2 separate regions of the Pan troglodytes genome follow, and region 2 is linked to region 1. A link is a contact called in public HiChIP or PLAC-seq data. All regions are on one chromosome and are shown on one strand. The core of a region is the stretch at or near the end of the contact, and the rest is flanking DNA. Distances in the headings are between cores, read along the strand shown.

Region 1 (6,063 bases), core at 1,210-3,709:
TGGATTCCTAAATGAGGATGTTGAAACAGGTAACTTTTCAGTCCTATAGATGGCTGTAGTTCTCCATGGAGCATAAGTTAGAAAGTTAGTTTGAAATGTGTGTATAGAATAAGACATTAAAATTTCCGCTAATGAGAAAGAATATAAGGATTGCTTCTGTTATTTCCTATTAATACACAGTATGAATCGATTAAGGTTATTTTATATGAAAAGTTATTTGGTCTCTTACCGGTCTAATAATTAAAATAGCTATAAAATTCAAAGAGAACTTTAACTCTGTCATAGACTTTTTAATGCAGTTTTATCTTGACCTTTTGGAAATAAGTGCAACAGAAAAATAAATAATATAACCATTACAAAATTTTAAAGGTTATAAGTAATGAAAATCTATTCCGACTCATATATCTTTCAGAATGACCAGTGAGCAAGTAAATTGAAATTGATCTTATTGCTTTTTTTTTTCCCCCTTAAACATTTAAGAAGGATGTTTTCTGGACAATAGTGTCCAGGTGAATAAAAAAGTAGGCGCTACAAATGTAACTTTAAATAGCAAACCCAACACAATGATGAAGATTTCAACATTTTAACATCTCCACCCACTCTTACTCTCAATGTCTAATTTAGAGTTTTACCAAAAACACCCCAAACCAAAAAACCCTCCAGTAAACCTTTTGCTTAAAGAATTTGTAATATTCTTTGTGCTGTGATTATGTACTGTGAAAGGAAAGGCAGAAATTATATGAGCTCTGAGAGGCGGTGTTTTATTAAAACTGAAAAAGTTTTACAAGTCTGTCTTTTTTTTTTTTTTTTAATAAAACAACTAAAGCTTCCTTCTGTCTCCTCCTACTCCTTTGGCTTGGTGCTTACTCCTTAAGCAACTTGCTGCATTTTCTAGCTATGGAATTTCACTGGGAAGGGCCTCCCTAAGAAGCCATGTGAACAGGGATACACCATAGTGGATACACCATAGTGAATGCAGGCAGACAAGATAAGAGATCCCTTTCCTCAGCTCTCCTAAATCCTCGATGCCTTTCCAGTATTCTCTTGTCTCTAGTCGCAAAAGACAGCTGACTTCACAGCTGGAACAACAAGTTGTGCAGTGAATCCCAGTGATTTAACCAAGTAGCAAACCGGGTCATTGGCTTCATTGGCTTCATTGGAATCTCGGTTGCCAGGCGAACTAGGAATCACTAGCCTGGGTCGGGCAACACGGATAAAAGTGTTTCTGTTTCTTGACAGAGAATGAAAACGACGCAGAATGTAATCGATCGGTAGAATATTGATCACTCTCCTTCCTTCGTTACCCTACTTTAAGTGCCGGAGAGCTAAGGCCTCACTTATATGCACCCAGATGCCCCCGAGATCTCCATTTTCCCCAAATGCATAAAAGGCTAAAAACGGCCACATTCCCCAGCACCACGGCGTGGCTGCAGCTCCTTTGTTTACCATATAAGTCACACCGGGGGTTCACTCCTCGCCCTCTCCCCTGCTTTAAAGCCGAGTGCGGCGGAAGACTGAGGAGCACCCCCAAACTCCTGCTCAGCCCGAGTCAAGCACCGAAAGCTTCACAGGTTTTTTTCCTGAGCCTTGAAGAGAAACCACATAGCCAGAACCTTTTGAACTCCTAACCCCGCGGGGATGTCCGCCTCCCAGAAGAGAGCCGGCTTCCCAGGCAGCTTAGGAAACTTAACCGAGATCCCAGAAAGAAGGCGAGGTGTAGCTCCGGTCGAACGGAGCCCCGAGGCGACATCCTCTTTACCTGCAAAGTTGCAATCTTCGGGCTGAAGTGACGGGATCCGAGGACGGACGGCGCGGGTGCCGTGCGGGGTGAGAGCACGCCCGGCAAATTCCAATGGAATTCCCTTAGTCGCTGCTGAGTTTTGGAGCATTCCAAGGAAAACGAACGAAGCTGGAGCCCACGCAGCTGGCACCGAACTGGGCGGAGTGAGGATGCTCTGAAAGCGAAGCCATGGGAGGCGGGGGAGGGGCGGCCCGGGAGGGGGAGGTAACCGCCAGGGGAGGAGAACCTCTCCCACCCCCGCCTGCACCGATCCCTCTGGATAAAGTTAAGAGTTCCCACGGCTGACAGCGGATGAGCCCAGAGAAAGGCACCCCGCCCTCCGTCCCTGGTGGCTGCCGGGCTCGGGGTCCGCACAGACCGCGCTGGAAAGGGATAGTCCGGGAAGATGCGCGTCCCACGCACCACACTGCTTGGAGGTGGAGGAGACCCGCGCGCTGGCAGGAGCTGACGCTGCGTCCCCAGCTTGTCCCCCTCGAATAGCCTCCACCTACCGGGGCCAACTGCTTGAGGTCAGCCAGTGGGCAGGGGAGCTCACCACCAGCCAGCCGTCATCCAACCAAGTCGGTGGCGAGAATCCACCCTGTGGTCCTGGATGCAAGCCAGACACACCTCCAGGCTTAGGGCGGTCTCTGCAGGCGTGTTGGACTTCAGTGCGCTCCGACACCCAGCTTTTGAATGCCCTGCTCCCAGCCCGGTAAACAAGCACCCATGAGGCCCGCCGCCCGACCGGAAAAAAGTAGTCCCCTGCAACTCTCAAAGCTTCTCCCACTCCCGCTTCTCTGGGCGACTGGCACCCCCTCTCCTGTCCTCAAGGTGTCAGACTTCCCTTGCAAGAGCTGGAGGATGCGGCTTGCCACTAGTGTCAACAATCAAAACAGTCGCAATGAATAAATGATGAGCCACAGCGTTCCAACCACCCTCATCCAGCTTGGTCTTTCCAAAAGGCATAGGAAATCAGCAAGTTTCCACCAAATATACCAAAACCCTAAGACGCGAGCCAGCCCAAGGGTGCAAGGTTCTGCGGCTGCAGGTGATGTGCGTGTGTGCGAGTGTGTGCGAGTGTGTGTGTGCGCGATACTGGTACCATCTTACTGAGAGTGAGATTTCAAGATAAACGTTATCTCTTGTCCAATCTCTTTAGTGTTCACATATGAAAATAAGATTAAAGTACAGAGAGGAATACACACACACACAAACCACACACACACTATTGGCAAAGTTGGCAATAACACTTGCTGTAACTGCAACACGGTGATTCCCAGCTTGTCACTCGGAAAGTCTTAATTGGTTGTGACCCCATGACCCAGAGAAAGATAGAGTTCACGTGTAAGATAGAGAGTGGAGCCCTTGAGGAATCCTAGCTGGCAATTACCCTCCTCGAGACTCTGTTTCTACCTGATTGCCGTTATTTTCTGAAAGCCCTGAGGTTAGCTGCTGGTCTCTGATTGTGTCCCAGCAGACGCCTGATTCAGCTTCCAGTCTGCGCAAAATCTTAGGAGAAACCGTTTTCTCCTGTCCCAACCACGTTGTTACACCTGGGAAGCTGTGCTGTGCCGACTGCAAGGAGGACCAGTTTCTTCCCATGGAATATTCCCAAGGAATATAAAGTGACAAACTGGCATCCATATTCAGACTCTAAAGCACAAAATTAAAGAATTTCCTTTTTTATCTTCCCCTACCCACTTCAGAGTTCACATGAGTTGAGGTTTTTGTAAATAGTTTTCACATGAGTAAAGAGGATATTACCAGAGATCACACTGGGGTAACTGTGCATGCTGCTTTTTTTTTTTAAGTCACTTTTCTTATTTGTTAATTTATCTTTCTCCCTGCCTAACTGCTCCTCTGTGGGTTTGTTCCCAGCTCAGCTAGACCCCTATTCTAAATTTCTGAGAGCACTACCTCTAGTCCTTCCCAAAATACTAAGATACATTGAGATAAACCTGGTTTCTACAATGCTTCTGCAGTAAACAAAGGAGAGAACGACAGAAGGCTTTTTTCCTTCCTTGAATCTCTTTTTACTCTTTACTACAAGAAGAATATATTGACAGGTTTAAACAGTTCTTTACTTTTCTTAACATTAAATGATGGCTTTTAAAAATATGCAAAATGTATCTATCAGTAGACAAGGTAATAACTTTATAATAAATTCAAGTCCACTTTCTAACAAGGGAGGGGAGACTGTAAACATATATATGGAAATCTATTTTATTTAATGGAACTATAAGTATTTTTGTGACATTTATTGACAATGTTTCTTCTCAGCCTGAAAAACAAAATTCTACATATTGTGTTTGAGTTTATATCTTTGAGATCAACCCGTGGTAGATAGAATTCCACATACTGAAATGAGTATAGGTCTTTATAATGCATATTAAAATACATGCAAGAGAAAAGCTGATCAGTGACAAACTTGTCCATTGTTTAGAAGTGATGAACTTTACTTTGCAACCTTAGCATCTGTACCAAGTTAGATGCTCCTGCCCTCTAAGGATTTGTTCTTTATAGCAAATGTTATCTCTGTCATGATGTCAGCAAAGAGATATTATACCAATTTTTTCTAATTTGTTATTTCTTTCCATAAAAAGGTGCCTATGAAACTGCAATAAATATGTAACAGAAAAGAACACCAAGGAGAGCACTATATATGTCAGCCATCTGAGCAGGCTGTATTCCCATGGAAAGAAGAATTTGTGTTGATCACTGAGCCTCCTTTTCAACAGTTTCATGTGATTATTGATTGCTGGTCTCAGGTCTCCTACAAAATGATTAGCAATTACAGGAAAATTATTTGAAATCTGTTTAAACAATCTGGTGAATTGCATATACTACAGTCATTAGCAATCCAAAGAGTTTATTTTTAACAATTTAAACATACGAGTTTGGCAGCATTCTACGAACCTGCACTCCACATAAAATGCAATTCATTGAAGTCAAAGAAATTTACAATAAAATGTTATATGCTATCTAGAATTTATTTTTAGTACCTTATTAAACAGAACAAGAAAGCACTCATGTTTCCAAATTAGCAAGAGACAAGTGACCCAAGAAATGATAGCAGTAAAACAATTCTCTGTAATGTCTATTTATAGTTAAAGTATACTGTAGAATTGGGATCACAATTGTTTTAGGAATACAATTTTCAATTTACTCCTAAAGGTTATTGTTCTGTTTAGGAACTGACATGTAACATGTATGAAACACTATTTCAAAGCTGTTATACCTCAGACATAGAGACAAAGTCACAGAGACAAGTATTTGGAGAATTTATTCATGCATATGTGTCACCATCAGCATTTTTATATGCCAGTAATGCATCTGTGTATGATGCCATCATGAAGTATATGATATTGGCCTTTCTGATGCTAAGATAAATTAAGAAATAGGTTATCATTGTCTTTGATGCCCATGTGACCTGTCTTCCACCTTTGTGACCAGGCCTTTACCTCCTACTGCACAAGGGCTCACCCAAACTCACTGAAGGGGCTCCACCTCAGCTTAACTTTTGGATTTGGCTCCTGCTCCAGGTTTTAGAATCCTCTGTTCTGTCATCAATGTAATGAGGCTTCAATCTAACCTACATGGCCATGCTATACACACAGCTTTTACCTGCCTATTTTTTTAAAAAATTAACATTTTCTAAGTTATCAAAATGTTATTCAAAAATGTTAATTTTAATGAATCACTACTTATTTCTATGAAATACTTAAGTATTTTTCAGGTCTTGAAAATGTAATTGTTTTTATACTATTATTCCCTACTGGTATACTTTTGTTGAAAGCCATTACACAAGCATTTTTTTCTGTATCTCTGATTATGTCCTCAGAATAGATTCCTAGTAATACAGCCCTGTGTCATGATGCAGAAATATTTTAAAGTACATGCTGTATGTTATAAGGGAGCTTGTTGCATTGAACCCTCATCAATACGGGGCATCTTTAAGGTCCTTTTTCTTCTTTTCTTTTTTTATTTTGACTGATTTCCTACTTGAAAGAAAATGGTATCTCAATAAGTTGTGTTACTAGAAACGGTGACTTTTATATTTTGTATACTTTGCTACTTGTTTCTTTTTGTGAGTTTACATACTTTTTCAATACTTACGGGGTTTTGTTGCTATTCCCCCATTTGGTTAATAATAACTCTTAATATTTGAACATTAGTACATTCCCATATTTATGGAAGATATTTCTGAGGTTTAATTCTCTGTTAAATTTGGAGGTAATGTTATTTATTTTAAAGATGTTTCATTCTTACAAACGTTAAAC
Region 2 (6,063 bases), core at 2,457-4,956, 490 kb after region 1:
ATGTGGGCTCATCATCCGTAATAAACGTACCACTCTGCTGAAGGATGTTGAAAATGTGAGAGGCTATGAATATGTAGGGATAGGAAGTATCTTTATCTGCTCAATTTTGCGGTGAACCTAAAACTGCTCTAAAAAATAAAGTCTATAAAAAAAATACTCTGGGCTGGAGAAAGGAGGAGAAGAAAATGATAAACATTGTAAGGTCTCCCCAAAAGATGGCCTTATTCCTTCATCCCTAGGGAAACAACCTCTAGGGAATTTCAGAATCAGAGAAAAGATGCCCAGTTCCTGCTCCCATTGAAGCCCAGGAAGACAACAAGATTCCCTTCATTCTAGGGAGAAAAGCATGTTATCTTTAGTCAAAGATGTCTGAGCTCTTCTGGGTTCCCTGTAGCCACAGGGTGGTACAAGAGGGCACTTTTCTTACATCCCTTAGAGACAACAAACAGTCCTAAAGTCGTCTTGCCAGCACACAAAAAGGAGTGATATCACCAGACAAAAATGAGATGTCATGTGTCTCAGATGTTTGGAGTGGATACAAATATCACTGAGAATATGGAGAGATGATGACAAAGGACCAGACGTCACAGTCCTCTGAAGCCTGTATTCTACATAAAACTGCAAGAAGAGTCATGTGGGGAGAAACTACAAATGGATCTAAAAATCTCAACTTGAATAAGAAAACCTTAAGTTAATAGAAAAAAGTAAAAATAGAACATTAATATTTACCTCATTTAGCTGGTGGAAGGATAAAAATATGTAAATGTGGGGAAAAAAACTCATGGTTGAAATGGATTTGTCAGAGGCTACTTCAGTTTTTCTAAAAGTAATGTTTCCATTAAATGAAGAATTCGCACAATATTTAGAGAGAAAATTTAATTATACCAGACTGTTAAATTCCTGTTTTTCACAGTTCAAAATGCCATTTTGTAATAAAGATATTTTACAAATTCTGTGGTTAAAATATTCCACGTTTTGTGATTAAGCCTCAAATTTAGAAACATTGTAGTCAATGAGCTTCGTAGAAAAGTCATTTCTTTTTCTCACTGAATTTTAGGAAATATTTGGGAAAAATATGTAACTGTAACAATCAAATGTAGCACATTCAGAGCTATAGTCTTCTGTAAGGGCTTGCCTGGACTTGCTAGGCTCTGATCTCACCTGGGTTTCATTGTTCTTTTTGACTCAAAGGAATGTAAATATTCTCTAACCTTCTAGTCCTTACCTTGAAAAATAACACAGCATTTACATATTCCCAAGTACTTCTGTAACCAAATCCACTCTCTCCTCTTTGTATAAGGCTTCTTGTCACTAAATTATGACTTATAGCCAAGGCATCAAAGTTTAAAGTCTATATTTTGTCATTGATTTGTACAAAGTGGTTAATACCAGCCAAAAATAAATCTTAATGAATTTTGAGTCATTATTATCATTGCTTCAATGATATCAATGCCTTTTAGTGGATTCTGAGGGGAGAAAAGGCAATAGAAAAAAATGAACAGATTAAAGTACTATTAAAATATCAGTCAATTATTAATTGATCAGTCTATAATTTGTTCCCTGTAATATAAAGTATTTGGAATAGAACACCTTAAGATTTATTCAGGTGCAGATGTTTCAAGATTACATAATTTGACTATCAGATGGTTCTAGTCATAATCGTAAATACAATCAAATTATGGTGAAAATGAAAGAATTTTTTTTGGCATCCGGAGGAATATAAAAAATAAAGTTGGCTATAAAAATAACTAGTCAGAAGAATTTCTATGACTATGGAAGCAAATCTTTTTAGTCCTTATGTAAATTTAATTTCCTTCTGGCTTTCTTCTAATAATGGGAAATTTATATGCATTTGCAAATAGAATATTGGTATGCTTCATTGACATTTAATGAGGTCTAACATGGTCACACTGTGCACTTCTACAATCATTTCTGCCTCTACATGATACTAATTGGATCTTTTCCAAAACACATTAGGCCATTTATGCTATTTGTTGTCTTAAAATGTTCCACTGCCAATTATCTCCAAAAATTTGCTCCAGAGTTTGCTTCTGATTACAGCCATTAAATGTACTTTAACATTTTAACTTTTCAGTAAAAGAGAAGGTCCTTGTTTTGCTATAAAATTTTCCAATTGCAAATCCCTTCACAAAGTTAAAAAAATTGATTATAAATAAATCCATTTATAATTTCTTTCTTGTCCTAAGCAAAATAAAACTCAGGAGGCTGCAGAAATCATGCTGTGACTCTGAGGAGACAAACATGAGAAGCAGAGTTGGGGATTGAGGTGAAAAAGAATTCTAAATATTTAGAAACAGCTGCTATTTAATATCTCAAGAGATGTTATTTTGATATACAAATGTATTTTCTGAAGCAGCAGAATCTGAGTACTAAAGTCACACTGTCTGGGACTGAATTCTGTTTTCACCACTTTTTATACATACAGTAAAAGCTCTCTGATTAATATCCATTTTTCTCTTTAGGATTTTGCCACGTTTTGATTCATGAGCAGAAACCAAACTATAAATAGCAGGATGCAAATTTTGTTTCAAAATATATAATATGTAGTCTTATAGACTGTAAATATGTACACTCATCTCTTTCATTATTATTTGGCTAGCTGACAATAGGTAGACACAATCACAGTTTTATCCTTATTACTATTCTCACAAGTTTTAGTCACACCCACTAATAGAATACTTTCAGCTATTAAGGCTGTAACTGTTGATCCCTTTATCTGTCAATCAATATTTGGCTTCATCTACATATATGGTAAGACCATTATTTTAAAAAGTGAGGATGGCTGTCATGAGAATATTGGAGTCTTACTTGCCTACACTCAGAACCAGAACTCTCTCCACTGGGAAATGTCACCATAGAAGATCAGTTGGCTGCAAAATTATTGTAAAGATGAATTTGATCTCCATTATCCCTACTACAGTTCCTTCCTGGTTCCTCTCTTAAGTATCTCTCCTTAAGAATCTGATGCATATTCTAAAGATCAACTAGATTGCCCCATTATTTTAATGCCTACCTGCTTCCTCCTTTGTCTATTCATGCTGTTTTAAAAGGGCATTTCAGTCATTGTGAGACAGACGCATATTTTCCAAACACAGAGGTTTAGATCTGTAATAAAGTTTAGAGGACAATTTTCTTCCGTCATCACTACACAGGATGTTAGATCCTAGAGAGTTGACGCCTACCTGCCTTACTCATCTTGGATTCCCCAGAGTTTAGCTTAGCGCCGGGCAAATAGAAAGGGTTCAAAGTTGGTTGTTAAATTGAATAAATGTGGTCAATGATTAGCAACTTAGCGCACTGGTTTAATTAGACCATATAACAAATTACTGAAATCTCCTGTTCATAGATGTGTCTTCCCAACTAGACGCCACGTTCCCCAAACGTAGAAACCTCATTTTTTCTCACCAACCCCAGCGGGAGTCTTGGCATAGATAATTCGTACTTGATAGCTGTCTTACTTAACCGAAATTCAATAGTTATAAATCAGTATCGGAAAGTAAAGCGTGAAGGAGAAACTATGAGAAATGTAAAGGATATAACAGGATTGGTTTGCTGGAAAGACAGAAGAAAACTAATGATAAAGCAGTGTTGCAATTCCTGCTTCTGGAGCACCAATTAAGCTTTTCCGCGCTCAGGTTGCCTTAGCAACTTTAGAGCGCGTCCGCCCCAGCCCCGCCCCCGGCCTCGCCCCGAGCTTCGCCCCAAGTCCATCTCGCTCATCCGACTACCCCATAACCTTACTTCCGCCCCAACCTGCCAACTGGAACCTAGGGTCCTACACTCTATGCCCACGCTTATTCTGCCTGACTAAAAATATGGTAGCAAATTACCAAAGTTAGAAAGATATCTTATAAATATAATCCGTACTTTTTTCTTAGATATATAAACGCAAAAGCACAAGATATTTGTAATTTAAAAGCGCTACCTAGCATGAGCTCTTAGGGCCAATTTTCAGGCAGTGCGTTGGATAGCAACAACTTCGGAGGTCCCCAGTTTGCAGAGGGAGACGTGGACGTGAGTGGAGCGGGGCGGTCCCCAGCACACTAGAGGAAGTCGTGCTACCCCCGGGGAGTTGTCGTGTGTTCTAGATTCATTCCGGCACCACCATGTAAGTGTTTGCTTACCGACTGCCTTAATTCCTGGTCCAGCTGCCCGACCCTGACTCTCTCCCGCTCTTTTCCTCAGGTCGAAGGTTTCCTTTAAGATCACGCTGACGTCGGACCCACGGCTGCCGTACAAAGTGTGAGTAGCTCGGCCGAGATGGGCCTTTTGGGGCCGGACAAGACGGGGCTGGGTTGGGGATGATCCGAGCCTTTCCAAGAACTACCCCACGCAGTCTTCATCTCTTCACTTCATCTACTTTGCTGGCTCGCGCCCTTCCAGGAGCCTTTCCCACCGGAGCCTGCGAGGAGAGGTCCGTACTTGCTCGCTAAGTGTCAGCTTGGCAGCTTGGCCCCGTCACGAGGGTGTGGGTATGTTTCTGATTAGTGACCTCCCCTCGGAATTCATTTGGTGGGCAGGTGGCGCGGGAGGACAGGTGGACCAGGTTCTGGTAATTTGCTGGGATTCTTAAACAGTCCCCATCTGCTGGATATTAGAAAAGCGTTTCACCGCTTTGGCCAGCTGGTTGAGGAAGTTAAGGAAGACATTCCATCTTGATAGTCAAGACTTTGAAATTACTTGAACATTTGTTATTCCGCGGCTTCTGAGTTTCGTTGTGTATGAGTAACTCAGCAATCGGGCATCACAAAGTAATGAGACTCAGATCACACCCTTCCTATGCTGGGATTTAATAGAGTATTTAGTAGGAATGGGAAATGCAGATAGGGGATAGTTTATCCATGTGGGGCCTTTACTTATCCTTCGCAGTTGAGTGATAGATTTTAAGTAAACACTCTTGAGGTTATTGCAGTTGGAAGTAGCATGAAATGTAGCAAAGAACAGGATTACAATAGAATTTTTTGCAGAATTAATTAGTACCTTGGCCTACCTAGCTGACTGATAAATTTCAATGATTTACCAATCCATGATCCATACAACCTCTCAGCCTTTTCCTCCCTTGATCTTTTCATCTCCAAAATATCCTTGTTACACTTTATCTCAGGTGTTCATGGTTGCAGCCTAGAACCTTAAGATTCCAATAATTGCTCCATCTCTGACATTTCGTTTACAGGCACTCTTATGGATAAATACATTCTCTCCTACCTGATTTACTATAATTTCTCATCTACAACGTTTCATTTAATCCGTTAATCACAGTGATTTTTTATCTGTAGCTGTCCCCACTTCTATTCCTTACCTTACTCCTTATATAGTTAAGAGTCCATTGGTCCACCTTTAAATCATTCTCATGCAAACACCCTCAACTCTGGTGGCCCTGTCTCTCCTCTCAGCATATTTTGGTTAGTGAAACACCAACTCTGAAACCAGCTGTTTGTATTATCTGTACATAGCTGACTGCCCCTGGAGAAAATAACAGACTGGAGGGTTTACGTTAAATTCATGACTACAATTAATAGTACCTAGTACTTAATACATTCTTCAAGTTTGCTCATTTTCCTCCTTATTCTCAGAAAAGATTGTTTAAAAATTTCAAACTTTCCACAGCTGCTGTCTCCCTTGCTATCAAGCCATCAGAGGGAAATTCTATCATCTTTACACCAATGTAAACCTACCACTACATGGATAAATCCGTTAATTTCCCATCCTGTTAGAATGGAAAAAATGACTTCACTCCTATGAAAAACCACTTGAGCTATAGTTCCCATCTATTTCAGTCTTGTCAAGATTAAAGTAGATGGAGTCCAGTGCCCCCTCTCTCCTCATGATTGGTTTTTCCCTTTATACTGGATTCTCATCAATATGCAAATGTACTCGAAAGAGAGCGTGAGAAGGAAGGAAGAAAATGATAGAGTAGGACAATAACATTAAGAGCCTGGAACATTGTACCAGTTCAGTTAATATGTGGTGACTGAATGAATTTAGTAGGTACAACTGTTGTTTAGTATGTATGTGTGCGTGTGTAGTTGTGTGTGTATGTGT

What was found. HiChIP or PLAC-seq counts read pairs in DNA pulled down with a chosen protein or histone mark.
Region 2: an H3K4me3 HiChIP or PLAC-seq map of stem cell-derived excitatory neurons shows a contact between it and region 1, with 5 times the contacts expected there. The contact joins the promoter of UFM1 here to the promoter of TRPC4 in region 1. A contact is called at or near these places in 1 of 7 Hi-C or Micro-C datasets (stem cell-derived neural progenitor cells) and 1 of 1 datasets of contacts at active chromatin or transcription factors (stem cell-derived excitatory neurons).

The regions. Positions count from the first base shown.
Region 1 is chr14:36,977,362-36,983,424 of NHGRI_mPanTro3-v2.0_pri, forward strand. TRPC4 (transient receptor potential cation channel subfamily C member 4) reads right to left here and starts at 2,460. Exons shown (of 11, transcript XM_509635.6): 1 at 1,760-2,460.
Region 2 is chr14:37,463,035-37,469,097 of NHGRI_mPanTro3-v2.0_pri, forward strand. It overlaps UFM1 (ubiquitin fold modifier 1), which reads left to right and starts at 3,707. Exons shown (of 6, transcript XM_001149496.8): 1 at 3,707-4,129; 2 at 4,207-4,263. The coding sequence starts at 4,128. LOC104001824 (a long non-coding RNA gene) reads right to left here and starts at 4,276. Exons shown (of 7, transcript XR_008538783.2): 1 at 4,146-4,276.